3 separate regions of the Mus musculus genome follow, and regions 2 and 3 are each linked to region 1. The links are chromatin contacts, called in public ChIA-PET and HiChIP or PLAC-seq maps. All regions are on one chromosome and are shown on one strand. Each heading gives the region's core, a stretch centred on a gene start, on an enhancer-like site or on the middle of the called end of the contact. The rest is flanking DNA. Distances are from core to core; before and after follow the strand shown. Region 1 holds the start of Zap70 (zeta-chain (TCR) associated protein kinase). Region 2 holds the start of Coa5 (cytochrome C oxidase assembly factor 5). Region 3 overlaps Inpp4a (inositol polyphosphate-4-phosphatase, type I).

Region 1 (2,909 bases), core at 195-2,694:
AGTTTCAGCTGCCTGCGCACTCGGGCCTCTCTGGCCAGTGTGAGGCAGAGGGAGGTTTCCTAGAGGAGGCCAGGTTGCTTCTCCTCAGAGGCACACCTGGAGGTGTTGGGGCACAGGTTCAATTTTTTTCCTAGGCTCTGAGTTCACAGTTTACTGGACACCCCCCCTCCCACCAGACGCGCTGAGTTCCCTAGCATCCGGTAGCCCTTCCCTCTGAAGTTCAAAGGACGTGCCTCCCTCTTGCCACCTCATGGGACAATGCTCCTATCTGTGGCGATCTGCATCCTCTCCTCAGTGAAGCAGACATACTGCGGGCTGCAGCTATGACACTGTTTCCAGTCGCAAGCTTCTGGACACGAAGTGGGACAGGAAGGGGCTTGTGGCTTGCTGAGACCAAGATGTCCCTTCTCTGAGCACTGGAGATTCCCACCTCGGAGGAGGAGAATGCCGCCCATTTCCCCCACCCCCAACCCCCATCCCCGGCCCCTGATGCTTTCAAGTAACTGGTGTGGCTCCCAGAGACCTTGGGGCAATGCACATTTCTAGTATGATCTAGATATGTGAAGTGGTCAAGGTGGTAGACCCTTGTGGGGCTGGACTAGAGTGTATGAGTGTCGGGGGACCCCGCCTACTTGTCCCAGCTCCAGAGCCAGTTCTTCCCAGAGCTCCTGTAGAATAACCCTGCCATCGTGGCTTTTTCTAGGTGAACACCAGCCTAGCTCTGGAGTCCCAGTGGGCTCACCCCTCCCTCACCCCAGCTTTAGAGCTTTAGAGCCTGCCTCTAGGGTTCCGGCAGAGGCCTGCCCCTGGATGCTTCCAAGAAATTGGGCACTGTACTGTCTAGATTTATATCAACTTGACACGTATTATAGTTATCTGAGAGGAAACCTCAATTGAGAAAACGCTTCTATAAGGTTGCGTTGTGGGCGTCTGATGGTGGGTGGAGCCATTCCCAGGCTGGTGGTCGTGGGTTCTAGAAGAAATCAGGCTGAGCAAGCCAGTAAGCAGCAGCCCTCCATGGCCTTCGCATCAGTTCCTGCCTCCAGCTTCCTGCTCTGTTTGAGTTCCTGCTCCAACATACTTCGATAATTAGCTGTGGAAGTATAAGCCAGGTAGACCCATTCCTCCCGAACTTGCTTTGGTCACTGTGTTAATCACAGTAATAGCAACCTTATCTAGGACAGGAACACATTGGGGACCCCTCCTTTCCAGAACTTGCCCTTCCCCCAACACTCCAGGTGCCCCCCTCAGGTGGGGGCTCACTGTGGGAAGCAGCCTTTGCCCCAATCCCTGGCTGCTACAATCCCCACCTTCCTCTTGTGTTCCCGACACCCTGCGGCTGGTACTGCGTGACCCCGGAAATGTGCTCTGCCCCGCCAGGAGCATGTGGCCTGTGATTTTCCTTCCACACAGCATTTTGTTGCTTTGACGTCAACTTCAAACACGGCTCTCTTTCCTGTCTTCGCATCAAGGAAATAGGCTGAGCTGCAAAGAAAGGTGCTGGTGAGAAAAAGTGCTCTGGGGACACCAGGCCTTCCGGCTGGGCCCTGCCGTACCCTGTGAGCTGTGATAGCCTCGAGGGTGTCCAGGTGAGTGGCCACCCTTTAGCCTTTGGTGGAGGGAGTGTGACTGGGTGTCACTCCCTTACTCTGATCTCTGTGTGAGGAGGGTGGGGTCCGCAGGGGCCTGAGGCTGGGCTTGGGTAGGCCCAAGTGGTAGGGACCTGAGACTTTGCAATCGGTGGAGCTAAGGGGCGCCCTTGGGGAAACAGGTCACCCGAGGGGTGCCGGTGTCTTTTTCTGGGTTCCTAGACTCCTGTTGGGTCGGCTCCTTGGCTTTAGAAAGCAGCACAGGCAGGCTGGTACAATAGGCCTGTGAGCTTGGACAACAGAATGTCAGTAGCTCTGGAGAGGGGCTCGAGTCAGGCTCCACTCGGAGTCAGGTCATGTTAAAGCAGGGGAAAGGAACTATCACTAGATCTCTGCTCCGTAGCTGTGTGCTCTTGACAGTTGTCTTGGCCTCTCTGAATCTGCATTTAAAAAACAGATACAGAGTTGGCTGCCTGTTAAATGCTTGCCTTGTTTGTTGGCCAAGAGGCTGGAAGAGGTATCTCAGACAGTGAGGCCTGGCAGAAAATAGCAGGGTTCCTGTGAACGGTCACAGTGACATTCATTGCTCTTGTCTTAGCTAGGACATCAAACACACAGTAGGTGTTTACTGAAGCCTTGCTGAAAGATTGGGGTCACCAAGTCCTAAGTTGGAAAATCGAAGGTGTCACCTGCTAAGGTTCCTCTGACAAACCCAAAGTTCACCTGACCTTCAGTTTTGCCTTTGCAACCCCCGCAGATGCTCTGGTGGGCCAGCAGCCTGGAGGGTGTTAAAGTTTACACTTTTTAGGGCCAGGGGCCTGGGTCCATTTAGATCTGCCTGCTCTTTATTGCTGTGTGACCTTGGGCAAGTCACCCCACCTCTCTGTGCTTTCACAGTTTCTGTATCTGACACCTCATTCAGTGTTCAGGGACATAGGTGCCATATAGTTAATAGGTTGTTAGGATGCTAATTGTTATCATTAGCTCTGGAGGGTCTCAGGCCCTGATCACAGATTCTGGAAACTTCCACGAGGCCTGCAGCATCTGAACCACCCTATACTGACCACCCCTGCTCAGGCCCAAGGACCACAGGAACGGGGTCATGCTGACCTAAAGCCAGCTGACGCCGCCTGTCCCCAGTGGGCACTAGTGTCTGGAGATGTTTTTGGTATTAACTTGGGCAATCCCGGCATGCAATGGGTAGATGTCAAGAATGCTGTCAAACACCCCTTCCCACGGCCCTTCCCTCACCATTCCTCTACTCTATGGGCACTGTCCTGGGTCGCCCCAATGTTTTCTACCTATCTTTTACTGTCCTAT
Region 2 (2,909 bases), core at 244-2,743, 670 kb after region 1:
TGCTTTGAAATTTAATTTTATGAGTGTTTGCCTGCATGTACAAACATGCACTACATACAGACCTGGTGCCTATGGATGTCAAAGAGGCTACCAGGAGGAACTGGAGGATAGATGATTGTGCACCACCTTATGGCTGCTAGGACCAAATCCTGACCCTCTGTAAGAGCAACAAGTGCTCTTAACCACTGAGCCATCTATTTTCCAGCCCCCAGAGCCTAAGATTTTTAGGACATATCGTCAATGTTTGTATAAGCCTTCCTATGGATGAGAACCATGAATTGGATGTGTTAAAATAAAGACCTTTTAGTGTTAGTACTAAACTCTGTATATAAATGTTAATAGGGAGGGGCTGGCAAAGTGGCTAAGTAAAGAAAATGCTTGCTGTGCATGAGAGCTCCCAGTTCAGCACCCACATAAAGAGCTGGGCATGGTGGCAGAAGTCGTTTATCCCAGAATGGGAGTGGAGCCAAGCAGATCTGGTTAGGCTAGCCAATTAGGTCCACTGACATGCTATCTCAAGTAATAAGGTGGAGGGGCTGGAGAGATGAGTCAGCGGGCAAGAGGCCTTGCTCTTCTGAGGTCAAGGTCAGTAATGGGAAAACCATACTGAGTTCCCTCTGGAAGTTTCAACTTTTCTGGTTTTCCAAGAGTCATAAAATCTTAAGAAGTCTATTTTTGAGAAAGTTCTGAACCTTCTCCCCACTCCCCTTTCTCCTCACTATCCCCCACTGGAAGGTACGTTGTGATCATCTGAGTTCATACCCTACGTTTCTCTGAGCCCTTCTCATTCCTCGCCTGTTTCCCAAGGCAGCACATAGTATAAAGGCTTATGTTGAATTCCTCCCAGAATGCAATGCTATAGGTTTAAGATAGGTTAAAGATCGGCAGAGAGAAACTATGGCACACCATGAGATACTTCCATATTCTAGAAGCCAAGGAACCAAAACTCTCCACCACAGATCAAGTAGCCATGCGGCGCAGGCACAGGCCTTGGCAGCTGCCCTTAGAGTGGGAGTCTCTGGTGGCGCGTGCCAGCACTCAGGGATCGCTTCCTGAACAGAGCTGGCTGAAGGTTTACAAAATCCTTAGGTGGGTAGTAAGTTATCTCCCACTTAACACCAGTAAGAACTGGGGATGCGAGCTCAAGAGACCTGTCCAAAGTCAGGAGCGGACGCGCGACCTCTACCCTCGACGTGACCTCCCCTCGCAGGCCATCATGGAGCCAGTCTTGACTGAGCTCTGCCACCCAGATCCGCTACCTGGAGCACACAGGCAGACTGCAGCAGACATGCACCCAGATCCTCCTTCACGCCCGCACACGCGCCGCCCTCCGGCTTGTCCTCATAATACCGGGGCATGGCGGGGACCCACCGCCCTCACCACACTGGATCACGGCCCTCGGTCACCCCGCACGGCCCGGAAGGGCGTGGGACACGCCCACTGGCAAGCTACCGGCGAGGGTGGGAGAAAGTCTCAACAACTTCCGCCAGGAGTGCGACTCTTCAGGGTATGCGCACGCGTGGCGGAAGTGCGTGTCCGTAACGTAAATACAGAGCGCCGCAAGTGCGGGCTACGTAGCGGGAAGGGAAGTGGCCCCAGCGGCGGCTGGGCTCGGCTGCCCTGGGAAGGTGGCGGTAGTCCCGGGCCCAGGACGAGGCCTCGAGGGCCTTCAGGTGCGGCCTGCTCTGTGTGCGCAGGGTGGCGTTCGTGCCGTCGGCCGTTTCCACGGTTAGCTCGCGACCTGGCGTCTCAGCGGCTGGGCGAGGGACCGGCCGGCGCCCGGCAGCTCGAGTCCTAGGCCCGCCGTGGAGCTGCTGGGTAAAACCAAAGACAGCCGCTTACGTGGGAATCGCAGGATTAGAGCCGTTTTTCTATTCTAAGCAGGTCTGAAATTTTGCAAGGAGACACACACCCTGAAACCTTGTCGTTGCTTGTTCTTAAGTCAAATGTCACTGGGCCGTTTGTATTTTTAGTTGACAGAGGCTTGGGGTAATGGAGACCTGCTGGCGGGGCGGGGCGCCGCGCCGCGCCGCGGAGGGCAGGTAGGCTGGGCGGTGACCAGCAGTCATTTAGCTTCGGACTAGTTGGACTGGCCCCTTCGCGCTGTTATTCCTCCTACCCAGCCATCCTAGGAGTAAAACCATCAAGGAGTGTAATTTTTATTGTCACATTCTGAATAACCAGGGACTTGCTGGCCATCGCCGATGGACTTGTACAAATAAACTGTGTGTCTTACTTTTTCAGTAACCTTGCTTTTAGATTAAACTTTTTGTTTGTTTTAAATCTTGGTCATTACAAACACGGAATTTTGAACCAGTGTTCGGTCATTGTCCCGTGTTAATGAGGACGTCATTGCACACCCCCTTGTGCTGCTTTTTCCTTGGCCTCCATTATCAGTAGTGAGCTACTGCAGCTGTCAAAGGCTTGATTGAGGTGAAGGTTGGGAAACCATCGACTGAAGTTAAGTGCTTGTTTCAGGTGATACAGGAGTTTGTGGTACTGCCTTGATGGCATTACCCTTGGCCAGCCCCTAGACAAGCCCCAGAACCAACTCTATAGCTTCTGGCCCCTAATCCTTTCTGAAGGTGGCAAGAGAAAACGTCATAGCGCTGACGAGGAGTTCTAGTAGCCAAATAATTACATTTAAGATTACATCTAAGAGAAATGTTCTCATTCCATCTAGGAAGATGCTACCAAGTACTTCCTTGAGTTCTTCGATGCACGGGAATGGAGTATTAAATTCCAGGGATGCAGCAAGGCACACGGCTGGAGCAAAACGCTACAAGTACCTCAGAAGGCTCTTTCGATTTCGGCAGATGGACTTTGAGTTTGCTGCATGGCAGATGCTCTACCTGTTTACCTCTCCTCAGAGGGTTTATAGAAACTTTCACTACCGGAAGCAAACAAAG
Region 3 (2,909 bases), core at 290-2,789, 560 kb after region 1:
ACATAGCAAATTAGGCCAGCCAGGGCTACATAGTAATACTGTCAAAAGAAAGAAAGCAAACTATTTCATATTCATTCTTGTGGTTTGAGGAGATCCTTGCTCAAATTGTATCTGTGCTCTCCCAAGATTGGGTTCTTTGTCCCTCCCAGGGTTACCTCTGAAACTGAAGGCACACTGGTCCTGAGTGGCTGTGTCTCGTGATGCAGTGTGGCAGCTGAAGCACACTACAAGGCATCCAGGGCTGTACAAAGTTGAAGGTGAATCTGTATCTGTGAAGTGATAGAAGGGAACCCTGCTCTAAGCAAGTACAGACCTCCCCCCTCCAAGCCGCACGTGAAACATTGCTGACCATGAGGAAGAAGAGAACCCCTGGTATATGGGTTCTAGGATAGTGTTAACACTTAGGGCTTGCTCTGAAGAGGGATGGGTAGGCACATTGCTGGGCTTGCTGGCCAGCCTGTCCAACCTTTACTGAGCTCCTGCTTCAAACACAAAGTGCATGGCCTCTGAGGACTGATAACCAAGATTGACATGTGGCCTCCGTACTACAGGCAGGTGCATCTTCATGCATGTGTGCACCCATACACACACCCCTTCCATTTATTTGTCTGTACACTCATGTGTGCTCACACACACATACATGTACACACGCATATGCACATAGGCACGTTATAATATATAGCACTACATATGGCCAAGTCTGTCCCTCGCCTCATCCCATCTGCAGCCACAAGATCCCTTCCCTGCAGACACAAGTGCCATGTGATCTGTGAAACTCTGTATGAGACATGCTTATGTATACACTGACCACTTTTTCACACCATAGTATCACACTTCATACTTGTGTGCACTCTCCTCTCCTCATTACTGTATATCATTGAAGCATAAGGAGGTTTGCAGTCTTCTCTTTGGGTGTGCTAGGCTCTTTCCAGCCTGTACTTGCCATCAATATGTTAGCAGTTAGAGGCTGGCTTGAACCCTCTGTCTCTCCTCTAGGGCCAGAGCTCTGTAGGACTGAGTATCACTCTGGCTGCAAGGAGAGTATGGGCTTGGATTAGCACCTCTGTGTTTATTTAATCTGTGAAATGATCTGTGACTTTTTGTGTATTACAGAGGACAGCTAATAGTTGTTACTTATCAATACTAGTTACACATTTTCAAAACAGTGTCTTTTAGTTGCTACAAAGACCTTTAAAAATAACCCTGTGTCCTGAATGAACTTTGTTAGTGATGTCTTTGGCTCTGGCTTTAGGAACAGTGGCTCTGAGGGGCTTTGTTCTGCCTGTCCCCAGTGGAGCCATGTCAAGTATGTAAAGAAGGACCTCTTTTGACAGCCAGGAGCAGAATGGCCCGGCTTCCTGCAGCAGTGTTGTCTGGCTGGGCTGGTATTGACTGTGCACTCCTGGTGGCTCTGTGGGCTTCAGCAAGTATAAACTGTGTCTGAGGGCAAGGGTATCATAAGTCCACAGCAGAGCAGCATGAGGCTGCTTCAGTTCCTGCTTCAGTTCCTTCAGTTCCTGCCCTCTGAGAGCACGGCAGTTCATGACAAATGGATATGGAAAGTAGTCAGAGCAGTGTCACGGGAGCAGAGGTTTCTGTGAGGACCTTCAGGATTGAGCTGGAGGCAGTCTTGGACACACACCTACCTGCCTGTTACTCATTTGTTTAGCTGGTAGTTCTTGGGGCACATGGGAAACCACTCTTGCAATCCTTGACATACACCAGAGAACAGAACAGATAACCATCTGCAGAGAGCTTGTAGGCACCTATGAGAGTACTTCTGAGCCCCCTGTATGAGGCTTAGGGGAGACTGGAGCCATGTGGGCAAGTAGAAGCTTGACACACTTTAGAAATTAGCCCTTTGGGGTCTGCCCTGTGTAGTGCTGGTTGTGGGGACATGAAGAATATTAAGGCGTCCCTTGCTCCCAGCCACGCCTTACTCTGTGTACCCACTGTCAGCTTCCTGCCCTTGGAGTATCAGCTTTGAGTGCAAGGTCTGCACCGAGGAAACCCAGCCTTGACCCGCCAGACAAAGGGTGCAGAGATGCCAGGTGAGATGGTGGCTTTCAAGAAGGGAACAACTTTTTCTCTTGAGGTTTGAGGCTCCACCCTGGGCTTGATGTGGTAGGGCTTTTGTGGCTCTGTGAGAGACATGACCCTCAAACATTAGTCACATTGCAGCCTGAGGAAGAAGGTTGAAGCTGGGTGGCAGGATCCCTGGGACAGTCTTAATGCCTCGATCAGAGCAGGCAGCAGAAAGGCTGTCAGGATCACAAGACCTCCTCATCCTTGAAAACCCAGAGGAAGCTGAGGCTGCAGTCTGCAGGGTGGGGCGACTTGAAAACAGTGTAGGAAGTGGAATTCTTGCATGCAGTGGGTTTCAACATGTGGACTCACTCCTCAAGAGGGAAGGGGAGAGTTGGAGTGCCCAGAGCAAAGGCTAAAGAAGTCAGCAGAGGGCTGCGGAGGAGAGGGAGCTCTTCACATGAAAAGTTACTGCGGGGCGATCTGAGGGTCAAGTGCTAGTCAGTGCTATCATCTGCTTGTCAGCCTGCCACTCGCTTCTCTTACCTGGAGGGTGGGTGCGGCTGAAGGAGATGCGGCATAGCATCCCGAGATGGAGGGTCTGCTCCATGAGATCATAGCACAGTTCATCTATGAACTGTTAGAATTAATCGTAGCAGGCATGAAGACACATGACTGTGGTAAAACCATGTCCTATGGAATGAGTTGAGTCCTTAGGCAGCCTTGGGACACTCCCTTTAAAGACAGGATCAGGCTAGACAAGCCACATGAAGGAGCTTTTGTTTGTAGAGCACAGAGCTTGCTACCCAGCACAAGGCTTTGTTGGAGAGAAACTTACTTAGTCTACAGAGTGTGGCAGGGCACTCTTTACTAGGTGGGATTTC

Evidence for each region. ChIA-PET counts read pairs in DNA pulled down with a chosen protein or histone mark. HiChIP or PLAC-seq counts read pairs in DNA pulled down with a chosen protein or histone mark.
Region 2: an RNA polymerase II ChIA-PET map of memory CD8 T cells shows a contact between it and region 1, with 171 read pairs. The contact joins the promoter of Coa5 here to the promoter of Zap70 in region 1. A contact is called at or near these places in 6 of 39 promoter capture datasets (the C10 cell line, the SN4741 cell line, embryonic stem cells and 2 more), 2 of 484 Hi-C or Micro-C datasets (CD4 T cells and embryonic stem cells), 15 of 115 datasets of contacts at active chromatin or transcription factors (DN3 thymocytes, bone marrow-derived macrophages, effector CD8 T cells and 6 more) and 3 of 9 other capture datasets (adipose tissue, embryonic stem cells and pancreatic islet).
Region 3: a contact with region 1 is called in an H3K27ac HiChIP or PLAC-seq map of regulatory T cell precursor, with 5 times the contacts expected there. The contact joins the enhancer-like site here to the promoter of Zap70 in region 1. A contact is called at or near these places in 5 of 39 promoter capture datasets (the 3T3-L1 cell line, embryonic stem cells, frontonasal cranial neural crest and 2 more), 2 of 484 Hi-C or Micro-C datasets (CD4 T cells and regulatory T cells), 13 of 115 datasets of contacts at active chromatin or transcription factors (DN3 thymocytes, SST interneurons, T-cell acute lymphoblastic leukemia and 9 more) and 2 of 9 other capture datasets (liver and pancreatic islet).

Annotation. Positions count from the first base shown.
Region 1 is chr1:36,760,354-36,763,262 of GRCm38.p6, forward strand. Zap70 (zeta-chain (TCR) associated protein kinase) reads left to right here and starts at 1,445. Exons shown (of 13, transcript NM_009539.3): 1 at 1,445-1,589.
Region 2 is chr1:37,428,610-37,431,518 of GRCm38.p6, forward strand. Coa5 (cytochrome C oxidase assembly factor 5) reads right to left here and starts at 1,494. Exons shown (of 3, transcript NM_198006.4): 1 at 1,260-1,494. The coding sequence starts at 1,358. It overlaps Unc50 (unc-50 homolog), which reads left to right and starts at 1,530. Exons shown (of 6, transcript NM_026123.4): 1 at 1,530-1,884; 2 at 2,684-2,909. The coding sequence starts at 2,688.
Region 3 is chr1:37,315,797-37,318,705 of GRCm38.p6, forward strand. The region is part of intron 1 of Inpp4a (inositol polyphosphate-4-phosphatase, type I); the gene reads left to right. 4930439A04Rik (a long non-coding RNA gene) reads right to left here. Exons shown (of 4, transcript XR_003947777.1): 3 at 156-269. Among named protein-coding and RNA genes, the nearest start is that of 4930439A04Rik, 17 kb to the right of the region's middle. Within about 2 kb of position 1,540, at least 63 of the 459 cell types and tissues checked have an H3K27ac peak or open chromatin away from gene starts, as enhancers often do. A contact at or near this core is called in T-cell acute lymphoblastic leukemia, bone marrow-derived macrophages, effector CD8 T cells and 4 more, where this site is marked.